Regions from separate parts of the Mus musculus genome. Here region 2 is linked to region 1. A link is a contact called in public Hi-C data. All regions are on one chromosome and are shown on one strand. Each heading gives the region's core, a stretch centred on a gene start, on an enhancer-like site or on the middle of the called end of the contact. The rest is flanking DNA. Distances are from core to core; before and after follow the strand shown.

Region 1 (3,413 bases), core at 606-3,105:
ACTAAGTGACAATTTCATAGCCAGTTTCTTAATATTTCATGCTGTAGATTATTTCTTGATTTGCCATTACACAATCTTTTAACATACTAAGTCAATCATTAGGGAAAAAAATGAGGAGGTAGATCAGCTAGATCAAACAGGATCCAGCATAATGTTTAACAGAGCACATTTATAAACATTTTTCTTGTTAATTTGCTTTCTTGTTTTGATTCTTAATGGTTTTTGAAATTCTAGCCTATTCATTTGCCTTGACATGAATGGAGTTTCAGGACAAAGGATCTTTCTTGAGCTACATCAAAGTGAGGTGAATTAACCTGCTTAACCACCCTTTATAAGTTTCCTAAGTTTCCCCAGAATGAAGAATGTAAGGAAAGAAGTAATTTCAATAGCTATCAAACAGTATATCCATACTTAACAGTTCCTTTTACATTTATTTTCCTAAATTCAAATTGCCTTTATCAAGCAAGATTAGAGAGAACTGGTGCTTTTTATCCTGAGCAACCAATCACTATATAATTCTCTTGATATCACTGTAACTAGAATTCTTAACATTAGAAAATATAGCCAATACCTGATAAATACTTAGTGAATGACTAATGTCTTGAGGCAGATTATAACATTTCTAACAACTGTGGTTTTGATTAGAAAGAAAGAGATGCAAATGGCTCTTTTCTGTCCTTTACTTCTTCTCCAGCATGGCCACTACCACTAAATCAGCATCCTTAAATACACTGTTTTATTATCATCCTGAAGTAGAAAAATAAATATGAAAGAACATGGTTTTGTCAACTACAGCTCACTTCTCAAACCATTAGAAATTGTAAGATGATCTTAACTTTTTTCTCCCAGATGCAGTTTAGTCTCCTATGGGATACTGATACTGTTGAGTGAAGTAAAAAATGTTTCACTACTAAATTTGTGTTGTTTATATTCCCTGAGCAAATTCTTCAACAGTAAGAATACTTTCAAGATGATATAAGTACTCTACAGATAAGTATTGATCACTTACAATATAAATGCACAGAAGGGCCAGGACTGATGCACAATGCTGCATTCTGTGTTCTTGAATGAAAAACACTAAAAAGTACAAAGCAATCAAGGGAAGAGAAAGGGGATGGCAATCTAGTCATTCAAAGACAGCCAAAGACCAGAAGGTAACTCCTTTCCTATGTTCACTTTGGAGAGGGGATCAAATCTGTTCCCCTTTCCAACTTGTTTTTCTCTTCTCTACAATGAAGACAAATGATGTATAGCTATTCAAATCTGCAAAAAGATGTAAATCAGAAACAAGTATGGATGATACTAATTTGGAAACTGAGCTCATAGCCAATTCATATACTGATACATTGCTTAGGAGGCTTCTGGCTCACAGGGAAAGTCAGAGTGAGGTAGAACACCTACAGAGAGGATCTTTGGAAAGGGAAGCAAGTATAGGTGACCACGCCCTTATTCTTCCAGAAGGATGCAGGCCTGATAAAGAGGGAAGGCATATGCTCTCTCCATGCATTTGGGAGTGGCAGGGATATTGGGGAAAGCTTGGGGTACAAAAAGCCCTGAAACACTCTCTAAAGAGCTAACCTGTATGGGATTGGATTCATCCTATTCAAGCATATTGGCAGGTTGATCACAGTGAAAGTTTCACATTGAAAGAAAATATTGAGAATATTTATCATGACTGAGAAAGGAAAAAAAATAATCTAGTGTAACATATTGTGCTGGAACCTGGTATAAAATATTCGTAATGATAATTAGGAAACAGAGGAAATGGAAAAGAATTCATCCTGAGGGTTGTTGACAATAGGGTTTGTAGCAGAAGCAGCAGCTGCTCCAGCCTGTGGGGATCCCCCCAGGGGACAAGGTTTTGATGGAGTCCTAGTGAACATTTCCAACCAAGAAGTGTAGTCATTTAATCCAAGCCTGATCCTTGGAACCTGGACCATTGCCACAGATCAAGCAACTGTCATTTGGCAGTTGTACCTGATGCAACTGCCTGCTGGGTACCTTCCTGTGTTATTTACTTCCCATGTAGTAGGCTTGGTTTGCTGGCAAACTCCTTGCTCAGTGTAATTCCTGGATTTGATGTCCTGGCTTCAAATGACAATGTCCATAAATCTGGCTGACAACACTTCCAGTTTAGAGATTAGGAGTCTATGAAAGAGGAGGAGACAGGTAATTGTCATCACTGGGCAGCAAATAAACACTTTTAAGCAAAGCTAACAGTTCCTTTGGCACCACATTAAAGCACAAAGAAAAGCTGTTCAGGCAATAATGCAAGCCACTGCACCTGAGCAGTTAAAAATTTGATGGCTTATAGAAACCTGACACATACACACACACACACACACACACATACACACACACACACACACACACACACACACACACACACATATATATACAGAAATGTTAGTTTCCATTGATAGCAGTTGCTAGCTTATAACTTCATAGTTTATGTAGAGTAATAAGAAAATATGTGTTTACTAATTGATTTAGAGGTTCACAGGAGTCTTGCAAAATGTAAGTAAAAAGTACATCAAATAAGAAATCAAATATGTGTTTTGGCTTAAAGACAGGGGCAGGATTGAAACTTTTGGACTAACTCCCAGCCTATACAGGATTAGCTGTGTGAACTTGCTCAGGTTCTAACACTCCATTTCTTTACCTATTACATGGTGGCAACAATTCTACCCATGACATCATGTATTTTTAATTTATTTGTTTAACATGGTTACAAGGTTTAGTTTACCTCACCTCATCTACCTAAATGTCTGTTAGAGGGATGTCTGAATTTAAATCAGTAGTGATTATGCCTCAAGTTCACAAACTGCTTAGGTGAATATATTTTTCCACATTAGTATATCAATTTACATTCAAGGAATATTACTTTTAACATACAAAGGAAACTTCTGGCATAATCTAGGGAATATTTTTAATTCATGGTAAGATGTCATATGTCATTATGTATGTGCATTTATTAAACTAAAAAGAGCCACATTCCATTTTTTAAAATTATGACATTTACTGAAGGACTGAGTTAGTACTATAGCAATATGGCCTGTTTGTGAAGGTTAAATTAATCATCAAACCAAAATTATTGATTCCTAATTAATAGAATGGTGGGCCTTTTGTTAAAAGGTAACACCAAGAGTCAGTAGGTAAATCTAAATCCATATCAAATGATATGCCATCTCACTTGAGTTAAACAAATTAAGACCCAAAATATGAGAAATTCTGTGAGGATTCAGAGAAAGGAGAATAACTATACTGTTGACACCGAAAAGAGAAAAAAAACTAGTAAAATACCATTAGAAATTCCTGAAAAGGCTCTATAGACTTTTGTACTATTTTCCTATACTTACTAAAGTTTGCATATCCTATTTGACAAAGGGCTATATGGACCATTTATTCATTTT
Region 2 (3,413 bases), core at 685-3,184, 920 kb before region 1:
AATCAAGCTGTTACTCAGGTGGAAGTTTCTTTCTTACTATTAAGCTTCACAATACTGGCAAATACTGAGAACACTGGTAGATACTGCGAACACTGGTAAATACAGTGAACACTGGTAGACACTGTGAACACTGGTAAATACAGTGAACACTGGTAGACACTGTGAATACTGGTAGAGACTGTGAACACTAATAGAGAAGAAAAGTAACGATCAGTCTCCTCCAGATGTGAATTCTGTGAGCTATAAAAGTGATTGTCTAGGCAAGACATGACCACTGATTCAATAGTATCAAGAATGTTATAGGAGCAATCAGGTATTACTACTTCCTGATTAAATCTGAGGCCTGCTGTATAAGATGAAACCCATCTTATGTGTTTTTAATAGGGCAAAGGACCTGTAACTAGGGAGGCTCTAGGTCCTGGAGAAATACCTAATATGAATATTCTTCTAAACGAATATATTACTAAATCAACAACATAGATGCACAGAGAGGGGGAAGGGAAAAGAAGTGGGAGAGAAAGAGAGAGAGAAAGAGAGAGAGAGAGGGAGAGAGAGAGAGAGAGAGAGAGAGAGAGAGAGAGAGAGAGAGAGAGAACAAACTACTGAGTCCATTAATCACTGCACTTGTGTCTAGCATTGAACAGGTAGAATTTGGTTATCTCTGTAGAATCTTCTTCCAGGGTGAAACTGATTCTCCATCTTTAGCTGCAATTAGTACTTGTAGCTCTTCATCTAAGGAATTAATAAAAATCAAGAGAGTATATTTTCAGGATTTTTAGGGGACTTTCAGGATAGCATTTGACATGTAAATGAAGAAAATATCTAATTAAAATTGAAGAAAAAGATATTGACACTTTTATTCTTATGAGAATGCATCTAATGGCCTACATATTTATATTTTGAGATAGAACAAAATAGAACTTCTTATTTTATTTACTATTAATGTAAGCACGATTTCCAAGATAATGCATAAAACTTTTGTTAGAACATAACCATCCACTTATGACATTTTTCTTTGTGGTAGAATCAGATTAGAAATAACCAATCTTATGAATACAAGTTCAATTTAATTTTATTTTAAGTATCTTGAATATTTTAATATACTATGGTCTTGAAAATGGTCAACAGTAATAAAATTTATTTTCCCACAAAACTATTATATTGAGAAATATTTACTGGGATATGCTGTTCTGTAGCATTTTAAATTTTATAGAGAAAAAGAGAGATTGGTTATTAGAATAAATAATTATAAAATGACTAATGAATGAAGTGAATGAAGTTACAATATAACTTGGTACGAATGTCAGGATTTGGACATTTAGAAATTATAGAATATGTTCTGTTAAGAGGAGATTACTAGTCACCTATATTTAAACCACTTATCATATATTTTTTTCAATTGTTAGTATAAAAAAACAAGAAAAATGTAAACTCAATGAAAATTCATGTCTAAAATAATGTTGAGGACAGTAGAAAAACAGGAAAACATGTTTTTACTTCAGTTACCTGATGTAATTGAAGGCAACAGGAACAATATGGGTCTGAGAAGCAAGCATAAGGCAAGAAGACAGAAACTGGGCGCCAGCTTGAGAGTGACGTACTAGAGAATAATTTTTGCCCCTTAGTGTTTGTGACACTCAGGAACTTCCAATTACACCAACTGTTTCTGCTCAGGCAGGTCGTTTGCTTCATCAGAATATAGACAATGCTCATTTCCCTCATATTAATGAGGTAAACACCAACTTAAAGATTGCATTTGAGGATGTAGTTGGAACTTCTGTGATTTATTTTAAACAAATAAACTAAAGTTGTCTGTTATAATTTCATATTCTATAAATCAATAAGCCACATTTTTTTCCTATTGCTAGAGTAAACTTTCAGGGGTGTGCTGTGTGTGAAGTTACTGTCACCCCAGGGCCATCTGGATAGTCAGATGTCAGCTTTCTCTTTTTGTCAGAAAATTTATTTTTATGTACGAAGGAAGTGAGCATTGCTTGCAAACCTTCAGAGATAAGATTTTTAGCCCTTGTCGGAGTTCTCCTTTAATAATACCCATCTTCTGTATTTCTTTCTATCAATTTCATATTCCCTTCTCATCTAGAGAAGTTGAAGATGAATCAATGGCTTGCAGAAAATCATTTTATTCTGACTATAATGAAAAAGGAAATTAAGATATTTAAAATACATGGTGTCAGGGAAGATCAATCCAGGATATGAATATATGCTTAGTGACTTGTAAGATACATGACACTGAAAGTAATTTCCTCCTTTCTTTCATTTCAGTTTCCATGTGTCTGTGAGTCCAATTGCTCTTATGAGAAGTTGTAAGACAATGCATTTGAAGCAGCAAACACAATAAGAAGATGTCTTACAAGTCCCATTGCTAGCCCGTTGGGTCAGACAGAAGCCACATCTTAGCCTGCAAACTCAACAAGAGAACCAAATATATCCTCTTCCAATACTCGTTCTTGAATGCACAATGAAGCCACAGAAAAAAATCCCTAAATATTTGTAGAGAGAATTTATAGAAGATTCAACTTTAATTCAAATTTAGAAAATATTTCTGTTCATTCTCTGAGTTTTATTTGATAAACTTGTCAACTTTACTGATTTTGTTTGCTTTCTGTTTTTTGTTTGTTTGTTTTGTTTTGTTTTGTTTTGTTTTGGATACTACACAAAAGCAGCAGTCATGATTACAATATCATCTATTTCCTATGCTTCTATTTTAGGGGCATAGAGCATATAAGCAAGTCTAGGTAAGTATTTGGGGAAAAAATAAGTTAACACTTAAGAGTCATTCCTCAACTTGGGGGGCTCGTTGTAATTCTTGTAAGTTCAGCTATTAGCCTGTTTGATTAAAATGATTTGTGAATATTTGATTGAATATTCCAGAAACTTCCCCTATTTGAATAGAGAACATAGTCTTCCAAACAGTTCTTTTTTTCTGCCCCATTATCTCTTTTTTTAATTATATTTCAATGTGTACTTATGTAAATGAAAGTGTTTTGCCAAACCTTTGCTACAGACGTTGATTTTTCTAGAACTGTCAAGAATTAATTATTGAAAAAAAGTTTTAAATGGCTTGCAGTAGAAACATTTTTAAATCCTGTCAGTCACATATTTTCCAGTAATATGCCATGTAATATGTTTCAGCATATTGTGATGTGTGGTTAAGAGAAAACACGTGAATATAATGATAATAATTTTAAAAGATGTACTCTAGTAGCTCCACATAATGTTTAATTCACAATTTCAACCATAATTTGGGAACATGTAGTATTTTCTCTACTTTCACTGATTTCGTATGAGCTAAAGAAAATCTTGTCTAGGTTTTTTTTTTTTTTTTTTTTTTTTTTTTCAGAATCTTACTTGTACAAGATCACCTTCAGCATTACCTTCCAAAGATGACAACA

The links. A called contact is a pair of places that touch in the nucleus more often than the background predicts.
Region 2: a Hi-C map of cerebellum shows a contact between it and region 1, with 2.3 times the contacts expected there. The contact joins two enhancer-like sites.

Annotation. Positions count from the first base shown.
Region 1 is chr6:19,578,138-19,581,550 of GRCm38.p6, reverse strand. No RefSeq gene overlaps it. Among named protein-coding and RNA genes, the nearest start is that of Mir6370, 25 kb to the right of the region's middle. Within about 2 kb of position 1,855, at least 2 of the 459 cell types and tissues checked have an H3K27ac peak or open chromatin away from gene starts, as enhancers often do. A contact at or near this core is called in cerebellum, where this site is marked.
Region 2 is chr6:20,501,057-20,504,469 of GRCm38.p6, reverse strand. No RefSeq gene overlaps it. Among named protein-coding and RNA genes, the nearest start is that of Gm38772, 470 kb to the left of the region's middle. Within about 2 kb of position 1,934, at least 2 of the 459 cell types and tissues checked have an H3K27ac peak or open chromatin away from gene starts, as enhancers often do. A contact at or near this core is called in cerebellum, where this site is marked.